Linked DNA regions of Sus scrofa: region 2 is linked to region 1. Evidence: chromatin contacts called from public HiChIP or PLAC-seq data. All regions are on one chromosome and are shown on one strand. The core of a region is the stretch at or near the end of the contact, and the rest is flanking DNA. Distances in the headings are between cores, read along the strand shown.

The links. HiChIP or PLAC-seq counts read pairs in DNA pulled down with a chosen protein or histone mark.
Region 2: a contact with region 1 is called in an H3K27ac HiChIP or PLAC-seq map of alveolar macrophages. The contact joins two enhancer-like sites. A contact is called at or near these places in 1 of 47 Hi-C or Micro-C datasets (embryonic fibroblasts) and 1 of 2 datasets of contacts at active chromatin or transcription factors (alveolar macrophages).

The regions. Positions count from the first base shown.
Region 1 is chr17:38,401,823-38,409,125 of Sscrofa11.1, forward strand. It overlaps TRPC4AP (short transient receptor potential channel 4-associated protein), which reads right to left. Exons shown (of 19, transcript XM_003359957.4): 8 at 6,813-6,998. Among named protein-coding and RNA genes, the nearest start is that of MIR499, 31 kb to the left of the region's middle. Within about 2 kb of position 2,834, at least 1 of the 83 cell types and tissues checked has an H3K27ac peak or open chromatin away from gene starts, as enhancers often do. A contact at or near this core is called in alveolar macrophages, where this site is marked.
Region 2 is chr17:38,634,645-38,641,947 of Sscrofa11.1, forward strand. It overlaps MMP24 (matrix metalloproteinase-24), which reads left to right. Exons shown (of 10, transcript XM_021077693.1): 10 at 1-1,984. EIF6 (eukaryotic translation initiation factor 6) reads right to left here. Exons shown (of 7, transcript NM_001243577.1): 5 at 7,291-7,303; 6 at 6,909-7,090; 7 at 3,652-3,929. The coding sequence ends at 3,920. Among named protein-coding and RNA genes, the nearest start is that of EIF6, 5.6 kb to the right of the region's middle. Within about 2 kb of position 3,062, at least 71 of the 83 cell types and tissues checked have an H3K27ac peak or open chromatin away from gene starts, as enhancers often do. A contact at or near this core is called in alveolar macrophages, where this site is marked.

The sequences.
Region 1 (7,303 bases), core at 1,584-4,083:
CCAAGGATGAGGATGGGAAAACTAGTTTAAAGGACCTGTGCTTCCCTCCAAATCTCTTCAGCTCCACAATGCTAATTAAAGTGGTCACCACACTCCACATGTATCTGTGCAGCACCCTGGGGCACACTCACTTAAAAAAAAAAACAGCTTTGAGCTCTAATTCACATACCACACAATTCACCCATTTCAAGTGTACAATCCAATGGTCTTTAATATATTCACAGAATTGTGTGCAGCCTTCACCACAATCACTTTTAGATTTTCCTTTTCATTTTTTTTTCTTTTTTCTTTTTTTTAAGTTGCTGCCAGGGACATACGGAAGTTCCTGGGCCAGGGGTCAAATCGGAGCTGCAGGTGAGGCCTACCTCACAGCCACAGCAACACAGGATCTGAGCTGCATGTGCGACCCACTGCAGCCTGCCACAATGCTGGATCCTTAACCCGCTGAAGGAGGCCAGGGATTGAACTTGCATCCTCGTGAAGACTATGTCAGGTCCTTAACCAGCTGAGCCAGAACGGGAGCTCCCTAGACCTTCTTTTTTATTACTTCCCAAAAAAGTTCTGTATGCATGAGTAGCCATTCCCCATTTCCCATCAAACCCCTACAGCCCCAGGCATCCATCAGATTACTTTCTGTCTCTACAGACTGGCCTATTCTGGACATTTTGTATAAGTGTAATCATACAACATGCGTTTTTTTGTTTTTGGCTTCTCAGCACAATGTTTTCAAGGTTTATTCAGGTTGTAGCATTATCAGTATTTCTTTTTTCTTTTTCTTTTTTTTTTTTTTTGTCTTTAGGGCTGCATCGGTGGCATATGGAGGTCCCCAGGCCAGGGGTTGAATGGGAGCTGTAGCCGCCCTACACCACAGCCACAGCAACGCAGAATCCAAACCTTGTCTGCGACCTACACCATAGCTCATGGCAACGTCGGATCCTTAACCCACTGAGCGAGGCCAGGGATGGAACCCACAACCTCATGGTTCCTAGTTGGGTTTGTTAACCACTGAGCCACGATGGGAACTCCCTAAGATCTTTTTTATTGATTGATTTTTTTTGGGTTGCACCTGCGGTATATGGAAGTTCCCAGGCCAGGGACTGAATCTGAGCCACAGCTGTGACCTATGCCACAGCTGCAGCAATGCTGGATCTTTAACCCACTGGGCAAGGCCAGGGATTGAACCCACATCCTCAGAGAGACAGTGTCAGATTTTTAATCTGCTGAGCCACAACAGAACATTCTGAGATCTTTTTTAATGTAGGCATTTACAGCTATAAATTTCTAAGCATGCTTTAGCAGCATTCAATAAGTTTGGTATGTTGTGTCTTCATTTTCATTCATTTCAAAGTATCTTCTAGTTTCATGATTTTGCCCTTGAACCATCACTCATTTATTTATTTATTTATTTTTTTTGTCTTTTGTCTTTTTGTCTTTTAGCCATCTCTTGGGCCGTACCCGCAGCATACGGAAGTTCCCAGGCTAGGGGTCGAATCGCAGCTATAGCTGCTGGCCTACACCAGAGCCACAGGAGCGCAGGATCCGAGCCGCATCTGCGACCTACACCACAGCTCACGGCAACGCCGGATCGTTAACCCACTGAGCAAGGGCAGGGATCGAACCCAAAACCTCATGGTTTCTAGTTGGATTCGTTAATCACTGCGCCACCACAGGAACTCCCCATCACTTATTTAGAAGTGTACTGTCTAATTTCTACATATTTGTGAATTATCCAAATTTCTTTCTGCTCTTAATTTCTAATACCACTCCCTTGTTTTTGGAGTACATATTTTGTACAATTTTAATCCTTTTTTGTTTGTTTGTTTTTGCTTTTTAGGACCACCGCTTCAGCATATGTAAGTTCCCAGGCTAAAGACTGAATCTGAGCTGCACCTGCTGGCCTATACCACAGCCACAGCAATGCAGGATCACAGAACACAGCTCATGTGAACACCAGATTCTTAACCCATTGAACGAGGCCGGGAATCGAACCTGCGTCCTCATGGATACTAGTTGGGTTCGTTTCTGCTGAGTCACAATGGGAACCCCCAATTTAATCCTTTAAACTTTCCTGAGGCTTTTTTTCCTTTTTTTAAAAAGTCTTAGCATATGGTCTATCCTGGAGAACATTCCATGTACTCTTGAGAAGAATATGTACTCCACAGCTGTTGAGTGGTCTATATATATCAGTTTAGTCTAGTTTGCTTACAATGTTGCCCACATTATTGAAAGTGGGTTATTAAAGTCTCCAACTATTATGTTGAACTATTTCTTTGAATCTTTTATTTTTTGCTTCATCATTTATTTTTTGGCTCTGTTGTTTTACATATATTTATATATTTATTTATTTATTTATTACTGTTATATCTTTTGACAGATTCACCCTTTTATATTATTATGAAACCCACTTTAAAAAAACCTCTGATAATACTTTTTGTTTTCAAGTCTCTTTAGTACAGACACTACAGGTTTCCTATGGTTGTCCTTTGCATGATAACATCTTCTATAATTTACTTTCAACCTATTTCTATCTTGGAACAGAAAGTATGTCTCCTGTTGGCTGCTTGTAATTTGATCTTCTTAAAAAGTCCAGTATGACAATCTGTTTTTTTGAATGAATCATTTAATCCATTCACACTTAATGTTATTACTGACAAAGCTGGATTTATTTCTGCCCAAGAATGTCTTCTATATATTTTTTATTCTTTGGGTTCTCCTTTAATGCTTTATTTTGCACTAAGTAAGTATTTTCTAGTATAAGCTAGAATTCCTTTAATGACTTTCTCACTATATTTCTCAATAGTCTCTACGGCTTACTTGCCATAGACATCTTAACTTGACAGACTCTCAGAGTTAAATTATCTTACTTCTAGAACTCTAACTTCCTCTTCCCCTTTTTGTGTGCTACTGTCATTATCATTATTATTTTGCTTTGCTTTTTTAGGGCCACACTTGTGGCATATGGAAGCTTCTGGGCTAGGGGTCCAGTGGGAGCTGCCACCAGCACCACAGCCACAGCAATTCAGGATCCAAGCTGCATCTGTGACCTTCACCACAGCTCATAGCAACGCTGGATCCTTAAGCCACTGAGTAAGGCCAGGGACTGAACCTACAACCTCATGGATACTAGTCAGGTTTGCAATCCACTGAGACACAATGGGAACTCCTTTCTGTGATATTATTATTCATACAACATCAACATATGTTAAAAACCCAATAATACAACATATCCTATCATATACTGTACACACTGTTCCATGATACATTGTTATAATAGGGTCAACAATATAAACACATGGTTTCTTATAACTGCTTTTGAAATTAAAAAAGAGGAAATATGCACTTATACTGTTTTTTATAATTATATAATTTCACTGATGCTTGTTTTTTTAGTGTGTGGATTTGAATTACTGGCTGAGGTCACTTGCTTTCAGCCTAAAGAACTTCCTTTGGTATTTCTCGTAAGGCAGGCCTGCTAGTAGCGAATTCTCTAAATTCTTACTTATCTAGGAAGGTCTTTATTTCACCTTCAGCTCTGAAAGAAGGTTTTACTGCATACAATTCTTGGTTGAGTTTTTTCCCCCAGCACTCTGAATATGTCATTCCACTCCCTTCTGGTCTCTATCCTTTCTGATGAGAAGTCAGCTGTTAATCTCATTAGGATACTCTTGAATATGATGAATCATTTTTCTCTTGCTACTTTCAAGATTTTCTCTTTCAGTATTTTTATTTTTTGCTTTTTTAGGGCCATACCCATGACATACGGAAGTTCCCAGGCTAATGGTCAAATCAGAGCTACAGCTGCTACTGGCCTACGCCACAGCCACAGCAATGCATGATCTGAGCCATGTCTGCGACCTGCACCAGACCTCACAGCAATGCCTGATCCTTGACCAACTGATCGAGGCCAAGGATCAAAGCCGCATTCTCATGGATACTAGTCGGATTCATTTCTGCTGAGCCACGATGGCAACTCCCATCTTTCAGTGTTTTTATTAGGAGGTATCTGGATGTAAATCTTTTTGAGTTTATTCTACTTGCAATTCTTTGAACTTCTCAGATGTGTATTTTAATGCTTTTCATCAAATTTGAGAAGTTTTCAGCTATTATTTCTTTGAATATTTTTTCTGTTTCTCCCTCTCTGAACTTTTCATTCTAGTTATTATATTTTTCATCTTTGGAACTTCTATTTGGCTTTTATATATCCTATCTCTACTAATATTCTCTGTTTGATGACACACTATCATCACTGCTTCCTTTACCTCTTTGAGCACAGTTTTCTTTGACTTAATTCTTCTACCATCCTTATAATAGCTGCTTTTTCTTCTCCCTTTTTTCTTTCTTTCTTTCTTTTTTTTACAGCTATACCTGCAGCATATGGAATCCCAGGCCAGGGGTTGAAATGGAGCTTCAGATGAGGGCTATGCTATAGCCAGGGCAACACAGGAACTGAGTGACATCTGCACCAGCAGCAAACCTTAACCCACTGAGCGAGGCCAGGGGTGAAACCTGCATCCTCGCAGAGACAATCCTTAACCCACTGAGCCCTAACAGGAGCTCCTTTAATGGCTGTTTTGAAGTCTCTATTAACTCTGATATCTGGGCTCCCTCAAAGGCAATTTCTGTTGCCTTTCTCCTATACATGGATCATACTTCCCTGTTTCTTTGCATGTCAAAAATTAGACTTTTTAAGCAAATAGTGCAGCAACTCTTAATGCCAATCCCTCTTCCTCCTTTCAGGGTTTGCTGTTGCTGTTTTCTTGTTTATTTGTTTACTGACCTGGCTAGCCTTTTTCAGTAAAGTCTATTTCTCTGGAGACTGATCAGGCCTTTGGCAGAGTGTAGCCTTGGGCATGTGTCCCTGGATGACAGTGTTTTTAGCAGGGCTCTCTATGGCTCTTTCCCTGATCTCTAAGTTAAGCTTCCTGCCTCATCTGGTACGAAATCCAGCTGTCAAGCTCCACTAATTGCTGGCTGAATGTCCTACTGGTTTTGACAATGACTTGAGGCATAAACTGCTCCAAAGTCTGATTCAATTAAATTCAGACAGGAGCAGTTTTTGAGAGTGAGGTATGAGCCAAGCTACAGTTTTCTTAGCCAACCTCTTTCCCTGGTTCTCTTTGGTGAACTAGCTGGCATATGGTTGGGGTTTTTGTTCTCAATTTAAAAGAGCTCCTTTTATTTTCTTACAACCAAAATCTACATTGTTTCTGAGAATGACCTTGAGTTCAAACTTCCCAACATACTGTTCTTACCTATTACCTCTCCCCCTGGCAAAACCTCAGTACCACTACTATGAACAGGGTTGGTAGCCTCTAGAGTCTTCTCAGTTGCTTCTCCCTATGTAGTAGAACCTCTGTCCTACAAATGAGCTGGGCAAAGGGTGATAAGGGCCATAGATTTCTTGGCCTACTGGGCCAGGGAAAAGCTTCTGTACTATGAGTACAGTTTGGAGGTGAGTGGAGAGGAGGCCCTGGCATTATGCTAAGTGAGATAAGTCAGAGAAAGACAAATGCTGTATGATATCACTTATATGTAGATTCCAAAAAAAAATGAAAAAGAAATAGAGTGGTTACTGGTGGTTAGGGGTGGGGAAAATGGGGAGATATTGGTCAAAGAGCACCAACTTCATTATAAGATTAACAAGATCTGGGTATCCAAGGTATCAATAGCACGGTGATTAAAGCTAATATTACTGTATAATATACCTGAATGTTGCTAAGAGAAGAGATCTTAAATATTCTCACCACAAAAAAAGAAATGGTAATTATGTAATGGGATGAAGGAGTTAGCTAATGCCCTAATAGTAATCATTTTCCAAAATATAAATGTACCAAATCAACAGGTTGTACACTTTAAACTTACAACAATACTATATGTTGATTAGATATTAAGAAAGTTGGGAAAATTAAGAAAGAAAGAATATAAAAAAGAAAAGAAAGAAAGAAAGGAGCCCCTGCCCTCCTGGCTATATTCATCAGGAATTTAGCCTCTTCTACTTGGAGCTGGAAGGGATGAAAACAGCCTGCCCCTCCCAGTGAGATACTGTATTCCTTGTCTGGGAGCTGAGGGAGCCCAAAAAAGCCACATCTGCCCAGAGTGGAACTTCTATCAAGCAGAAATTCTACTGTCACATTCAATGTTCTGAATTTTAGCAGATTTTCTGGAAGAAATGTTTCTTCATTTGCTGTATGCTCTTAGAACAACTTCCATAGACTTTATGTGGATGGTTGCTGTTGTCTATAGACTCTGTTTAGTTGTACTGACAAACAGGTCCACAGAGCTCCACACACTGCCATCCCAGGAATGCAACTCCTCTCTTCACTTTTATCTACATGACTATAGTAGGAATTCCTGGGTCTGCACAATCTGACTCCAGAGTCAAATGCTTGGGGTTGAGTACCTCACCCAAAACAGGCCAGAGTAGTTCACCAGGAAGCTGGAGCTGAGACTAGGAGTCCACACATTTACTAGACTGCATACTCTTCAGAATGGAGAAAAGACTAAAAAAACATGCAGAAAGAAAAGGAGACAGAGAAAGAACTCTCTGGGTTCCTAAGAATGTTCTGGTAATGGCTCTATTTTGTCCCTTGGGTTCTGCAACAAAGCCCTTGTCCCTGCAGTCAGGTCTGCTTTGAGGTAGCTCAAAAGGTCCTGTCATTAGTTATCAAAAGTCTTAACAATCATGATCGAGGATTGCCCTGAGGCAAATTCTACTTTGAGCAAATTTCAATTCCCCATGGAAAAGAAGTCAAGAATGGTTCTAGAAACCCACAGAAATGCTCCCCACCCCTTGGGAGACCAGCCCCAAGTACCTTGATTGTGCTCAGATTCCTCATTAGCCACTCGCATCAGGGCATCTAGCACCAAAGCATTGTCTAGCCATGTGTACCACTCCTCCAACTCCTGCAGGAAGCTGGCTGTGCCTGTTGACTCTGACACCTTTCGAGTCGCCAGCTTGCAAAGCCGCTCCACAAAACCAGGGATGCTGAGAAGGGCAGCTGCCGAGGAGAGAATAAAAGAGGAAATTTCAAAACAGAGACCATCTCTAAAGCCCTCAACATCCCCACCTGCAGGAGAGGAATGATTCTTAATCTGAGAGAAGTTAGTCATAGCTTCCCTTTAAAACAAAATGCCTGAGTTCCCATCATGGCGCAGCAGAACCAAATCCAACTAGGAACTATGAGGTTGCGGGTTTGATCCCTGGCCTTGTTCGGTGGGTTAAGGATCCAGCATTGCCATGAGCTGTGGTGTAGGTCACAGACACTGCTCAGATCCCACGTTGCTGTGGCTGTGGCTATGGCCA
Region 2 (7,303 bases), core at 1,812-4,311, 230 kb after region 1:
ACCTGGCTGGACCCAGCACCTTCTGTGGGAAGCCAGTACTAGTGCTCCCAGCCCCATGTGGGAGATGCCACCAGTCCTGGTCCCTCATTGCCAACACCTGCTGGTCAGATGTCCTCCCAACCCCACCCCACTGTCCTCCAAGGCTACAGGACCCCTGCTGCAGACACAGTGGGCAACGAGCCTGGGTTTCCCTGCTGGCAACAGCAGATCCCTCAGGAAACCTGCTCCACGCGTCAGGGTCTCCTCTGAGACCCAGGATTTAGGGTCACATGCTGCAGGCAGGGCTGTGGCCCAGCTGGGTCTTAAAGGACCCAGCTGTCACATCGTGAATATTTCAATGTCCTGTCACTATTGTTTAAAGTCCCATTCTGCAAAGGCTGCTTGAGGCTTTAGGTGAATTAGAGGTGACTGTCTTGGTGATGAGGCCAGCCCTTCCCCCCAACGATAAGGACCAAGGTGCTGTTAAGGCCATTCTAGTGCCCAGACACCCAGGAGCTGGGCCCTGCTACTGAGGCTAAATTAGGGCTGGAGCAGGAGCTGACCTCACCTCAGGAGGCTGATTTGAGTGTGTAGCTGTCCACTCTCCTGTCCCTCCCCATTTCCCCAGTCCCCATCCCTGCTCCAGCTGGTGGCTTGTGGCCTCAGGGCTCAGCCTGACTAGTTTAGGTGAGAAAGAAATGGCTCCAGGCCAACACTCTCATGGCCTTGGCATAAGGGGCCCAGAGCAGCCTTCTGAAGTGCTTAAGCCCACACCATTAGCTACCCTAACACCAACTCAATCCCTCAGCCCAGAAGCAGTGTTTATACCATGAGCTCAGCCCTTCCTAACCCAGCTCTTTGGGCCCATCATCCTGCACTGCTATTTGGAAAAGGGCACCTTCAACTGGTAAAGGCCCCAAGCCTAGGGGCCTGGCCTTCACTGTCTCTGGTAGGAATTCCTAGGGCTCAACTTGCCTCACTCCAACCTGGTAAGAGGCAGCCCTGTGTGTCACTAAGGAGCTGTAGCCAAGATCGGGGGTTCAACGATGTCTACTGGCTCTCTGCCAAATCCAAGAGGAGGTGTCAGTCTTCAGGATGCTGGCAGGGCCTCTGAGCCTACATGGGCCTTGTCCCCACCCTGCTGCCTCTGGGCTTTGGGTCCACTTAACCTGTAGCAGACAGGGACTCTGGGAGCTGTCTTGAGCAAAATCTCTCTTGTCCCAGAGGCACCTATATGGGTCCACTGTGTTCCCTGTCATCATCCTTCTGTTTTTTTTCTCATTTTGGCCAAGGGCGGGCTCCCTGGGGCGGGTGGGGAACAACTGCAGAGATATTAGTGATTCATAGGTTTGTACAGTGTTTTATACTTTGCAAAGCACTTTATTAGCTCACCCCTGTTCACTCACATGTAACTCATGTAGGCCCTGGGAGCCAGGGCTAACTCTCACTGTGCCCTCAAATGCAGCACAGAGAGGCTGTTACTTGCCCTGGCCATCCAGTGAGCCAGCTGGGCCTTGGGTCCCCACCCGTGGACCCCTCTAAGGTCCAAGATGAGATCAGAAGTGTCTCTTTTATCCATCTTTTCTTGGCCTCCCTTCTCCCCTTCCTGGTTCCTCTCCACTCCTCAGGTTGGTGCTCTCACTTCTTGAAAGTTCTAGGCCCCCCAGGCTCCCCACTGGCTCCTGGTACTACTGAGGTCAGCTGAGAAAGAGCAGGAGATGGAGGCAGGCAGCCCAGGCTGCAGATGTGAGGGATGCAGGGCCAGGCCCAGAAGGGCTCAGCCTGGAGGCTTCCAATCATGGATTCTCCTGCCATGTAGTCATCTGTTTGTCCATCATCCCAGGACAGGGCAGACAGACAGAGGGGCAAAGCACTGGGGGCCCCAGAGCCCAGCTTCCCCTCAGTCTGGGGAACATCACAGCATTTCAGTGTCAGTCACATTTTAAACTGATCAGCCTTTGTATAATGTTTTTTAAATCATTTCTAAATAAAACAAAAATACAGAGTATGTCGTTTCCCTGGGATGTGGGAACAAGGATCAGGGTTCTGAGAGTGGACTTAAGAAACTTCTGAGAGTCAGGGCACTTTGGGGAGTTTGGAAGCTACCCCACACATGTCATCTGCCAGCCTAAAAATGAAATGCACCCTCTCTCCAAAAGGCTGGCCCTGGAGGCCCTCTGTTACGGGGTCCTAGGAATACAGCCTGATAATGCCAGGGTGGCACCCAGGATGGTGGAGCAACTTCCCCCAGGAGACACATGGGTAGGGTCACGGTCACAAGGTCTTTTCCGAAGTCAAGGTGCATGGTGCCACAACCAGGGACAAAAGCAAGAGCCCAGTTCTTGGCAATAAGGGACAGAAAGGGTGAGGTTAGGTCAGCAGCCTTGGGGTCTTCATACCAAGAGCCCTGGCCTGATTCTGGATGCCAGTGAAGGGAAAGGCTAACCAGGACGCAGTCGTGTGGAGAGACTGTGGAGTGAGGATGTGCACGAAGGTCTTCGCGGGTTTGGGTGCAGGCTGAAAAGCGAACAAATTCAGGGTAGCAGAAGGGGCCAGAGACAAGACTGTGCCCCATGGCGAGGCTGCAGAAGCTTCCTTCCAGTCCCCTCCAGTCCCCCGACTCGACTCTCCGCAAGTCTCCGAGGTGGGGGGAAGGTGAGGAAAGACAAGGACCTGAGAGGGGCCTGACCAGGCGAGGCGAGCCAGACGACAGGAGGCGGCGAGTCAGTCAGTACCAGGAGGTGCAGGCTATGAGGAAGCGCACGTCGTCCAGCGGCCCCCAGGGGCTGGGCTCGGGCTGGGGCTGTCCAGGGCCCTCAGGCGCCGCGGGCTGGAGCTCGGGCTGGGGCTGGGGCTCGGGCTGGGGCTGGGGCTGCGCCGGCTCCGCGGTGCCCAAGCCGCTGCTCAGCTGAGCGCCCATGTTCTGCATGAGGAGAACCCCGTGAGGTGCGCGGCCGGCCGTACACCACCCCGGCCGCAAGCCGGCGGCTCCCCGCCCGGGCCCGCCCCTACCTCACACAGCCAGAGCAGGTTCTGCGGATACCAGCGGTAACCTCCGCCCACGTCGCGCCTGCGCAGACGCCCGGAGGGATTGGCGTCGCGACGTCACCACGCACGGGCCCCGCCCTCGGGGACGAAAAGTTTCAGGGCACAGGGGCGGGGCCCAACAAACCCGGCCCCACCCGCCAGCATCCGGCCAGACCTGCCCCAGAGTCCCTGGGCCCCGCCTCGCGAGAACAAGGAAACACTGGACGCCGCTCCAACCAGCCCTGCTGAGGAAAGGGCTTGCCGAGACTGGTCTGAGATGGTCCTGGGCGCCTAGGAGCCAGGCCAGCAACCTCCACCCACCCTGGCTCAAAGCTAGGTGCCCCAGAACAGCTCAGGAGCCTCACACCGTCCTAAGAGAGAGGTGAAACAGATTCTCGTCCTTTGAAGAATGTGCGCACTTCACCTCACCTCAAGTATGAGGCTGAAGTTGTGTGGAAAATCAAAGAATTACAGGGGAGAATACTTCTTCCTCTTGCTCTGGGATGAAGCCACTCATTTAATGAGAGGGGAGTGGGAGACTACAGAACTAAGGAGTGTATGTGCTTCCTACCCCGCTTTCCCCTTGAACAATGACGGGGGAGCTGAATGCGGGCAGAGGTTCCCCAAACAACACATTCAGAATGGTCAGAGGAAACTGCCCTTTAATGGGGTGGCACAGGACAAAAGAGCTCTCAACCAGAAGCCACAGGACCTGCCAGCCAGCATGATGTGGCAGATTTTTACATTAGCTATAGATTCAAGAGATGGGCACAGGTGAAGGGCTGGGCATCCAGCCACGAGTCCAAGTGAGCTCTCTGCCACTGCCCTGCCAGCATCCAAGACAGACTGGGTGGGACGTGAAGAAGGAGCCCAAGTCCAGGGCCTGGAGCCAGGGAACAGCATGGAAGGTGACTCAGGTGAGGCTAGAGAGAGAGGAAGGAGCATTGTCAGTAGGTGCTTCACAGAGCATACCTCACCCTCCACTCTCAATGTGCTTCCCTCCACCCTCACCCCAGGACCTCTGCTTCCGCTCAGCCCAGAAAAGCCACACTCAGAGCCCCTTCCAGATTCCACTGCTCCCATGAGTCACAAGTCTAGAACTCTCAGTGTTTAAAAAGTAAAAGTGACTTCTCCACTCAGGTGGGTCAACTCAATAACTTCCACAAACCCTTACTGATCACAAATCAGAGCCTCACAGGTCAAGTCCAACAGCCATTAGACAAGGGAACAAAGGGGCTCAAAAGAGAGGAAAGGACATGCCCAGGCCACAAATTCCCCATCGGCAGGGTTTGGGGCCAGGACATTCTTCCTGAAGGTGATAATCATGCATATGATTATAAAAATGAAGTATGGGAGTTCCCATTGTGGCACAGCAGAAATGAATCTGACCAGGAACTATGAGGTTGCAAGTTCAATCCCTGGCCTTGCTCTGTGGGTGAAGGATCTGACATTGCTGTAAGCTGTGGTGGCTAGGATCTGGCGTGGCTGTGACTCTGGCGTAGGCTGGCAGCTGTAGCTCTGATTGGACCCCTGGACTCCATATGCCACAAGTGTAGCCCTAAAAAGCAATAAATAAATAAATAAATAAAACAATTTAAAAAATGATGTATTTCTAATTGCCTACCTGACACCTTCCTTGTGAGGTCTCCTGGGCACCTCAAACTCAACAGTTTCAAAACCAAAATAAGCTAAGGAGTTTTTGTCTCTTCTTTTCCAAAACCAATTTTTTTCAAGATTTTTTTATTTTTTATTTATTTATATTTTTAATTTTTTGTCTTTTTTTCAGGGTCGCACCTGTAGCATACGGAAGTTCCCAGGCTATCGGTCAGATTGGAGAGGTAGCTGCCAGCCCACACCACAGCCACAGCAATGCCAGATTCTTAACCGACTGAGCAAGGCTAGGGATCAAAACCCACATCCTCATGGATACCAGTCAGGTTCGTTACCCCTGAGCTACAAAGGGAGCTCCTCCAATACCTACTTCTTTACCTATCTAACTGCAATGCTGACCAGTGCTGCTGACTGTAGGCAATTCTGCCTGGCAGCCTCTAAAGTTTCACCATTAAATGCAACACTTGCTGTAGGTTTGAGTAGGTACCAATTATCAAATTATACAAATTTCTTTCTGTTCTTAGGTTGCTAAGAAGTTTTTGTTGTTGTTGTTCTGTTCTTTAATTAAATAGTTAATTGTGAAAGTACTGTTTTCTTATGAGATTCCAAGTCCCAAAAAGGGAGGATTTATTTTATTCATCACATCATACTGTCTGGCACATAGTAGGTGCTCAAAAAAGAAGCTGTTGAGCAAATGACAAAACCACTGGTACCATTTTCCTGCTCAGACCCTTTCACCTGCTCTCCAGTGCTGACAGCAGAGCTTGTCAATGTGGTCTCCAAACTGCCCCCACCAGAATCACCCAGGGAAGATTATTAAAACAACCATACCTGGCTGGGTCCCACTCCAGACTAAGAGAATCTGTCTGCGGAGTGATGCCAGGAATCTACCCTAACAAGTATCCCAACATAGACCAGAGGACAAAAAACAAGTCTACAGTCAAAACTTTCTGACATGGACATTCAGAGTCCACAACACTCTGGGAATAAAACCTTTCCCCTTCACACCTTTCACACTTCCCCATCTCTGGGTCTGTCTGAAGTGCTTCCTCACCCTATCTTTGCATATCCAATTATCTTCTCATTCCCTGAAGCCCCGATCAAATGATCTGCCCTCCACAAAACCTTCCTGGATTCCACAAAGTGTCTCATGGGAACTTCTGAAGCCATGTAAGGCACCAGATATTTCATCTTTGAAGTGGCTATGTGGCCACTACATCTTTTTTTTTTTTTTTTTTTGTCTTTTTGTCTTTTTGTTGTTGTTGTTGTTGCTATTTCTTGGGCCGCTCCCGAGGCATATGGAGGTTCCCAGGCTAGGGGTCCAATCGGAGCTGTAGCCACCGGCCTATGCCAGAGCCACAGCAACGCGGGATCCGAGCCGCGTCTGCAACCTACACTACAGCTCACGGCAACGCCGGATCGTTAACCCACTGAGCAAGGGCAGGGATCGAACCCGCAACCTCATGGTTCCTAGTCGGATTCGTTAACCACTGCGCCACGACGGGAACTCCTGGCCACTACATCTTCTCTTACCTGCTGCACTGAGTCCCTCAGAGCCATGATGTAGCACAAAGTTGCCTAACTATCCCACATGGAGCCTTGTCCATAGGGGTCAATGACCATCAGGCTACTAAATGAATGAAGGAGAGAAAATGAAGGGAAATTTTGTCCCTGGTAAGAAAGGAGTCACTTTCTTACTACTACTGGCCACTTGCTCTACTTTGGAGTTTCTATCCTATGCCTTGAGAAGGAGCCTAAATGGAGCGGTGGGGGTGGGGGGAATGCTAAATATCCAGCACCTGCTGCTCTTCCAAAGGAAGAGCTTCTAGAGCCCACCACCCCAATATCTCCAGGGTTAAGGCCAAGAACCTGCTTTTGTTTTGAATCCACATAAGTCCAGATGACTATGATTTTGATGCCATCCTCACAACCCTGAGTTCCTTAGGCACCTAGGGTCGCCTCAGTTTCTAAAAGCAGCCTTCCCTCCTTCCCTCAAAAAAGCTCTCTTCTGTCTACTGGCTGGAAACACCAACACATAGGATGATACAAACTACAAAACAACGTGGTCAGTTATAAAATAAGACAGACAGAGAGGGGATACACTGAACCAGAGTCTTCAGAGATGGGGATAGGCAGATACCCAGCACTGCTTGCTAACTATACCCTGTGCCTGCTCAGCAGTGTGCAGAGGTGGCCTCACATGCAGAAGAAATTACCAGTACTAATACAGCGTGGCTCCCGTTACAGGCAGCATCTCCCTCCCCTCCTCTCAAAAGGAGAGGCCCATATACCTGTCAATGAGGGAATCCCGCATGCTGGTAGCAATTGTGCTAGGCTGGGCTTCGTTCAGCTTGAAGACACTCTCCACCACTGACAGCTCTGTGCTGGTTGTGTCCAGGCCACAGAAGGCACACCAGTCATTCACCACCATCCCAGCAGCGATCACCTCGCTGCCTCGGTTCACAGTGCCCGCCTGCCAAGGGACAGCTCAGTGTGAATCTCAGCACCAACAGCCAGTCTCTCCCCTGCTTTATGAGGATACTCACCAAACCCTGCTCCCTGACCCTCAGCCCCAACCCCAAACTGTGACAGGTAATAACCCAGATTCCTGAATACTGGGCAAAAGGGGTCTGCTCCAGCAGAAGACAGGGGCCAGAGAATAGGAATGCTTACCACAAGGGGGACC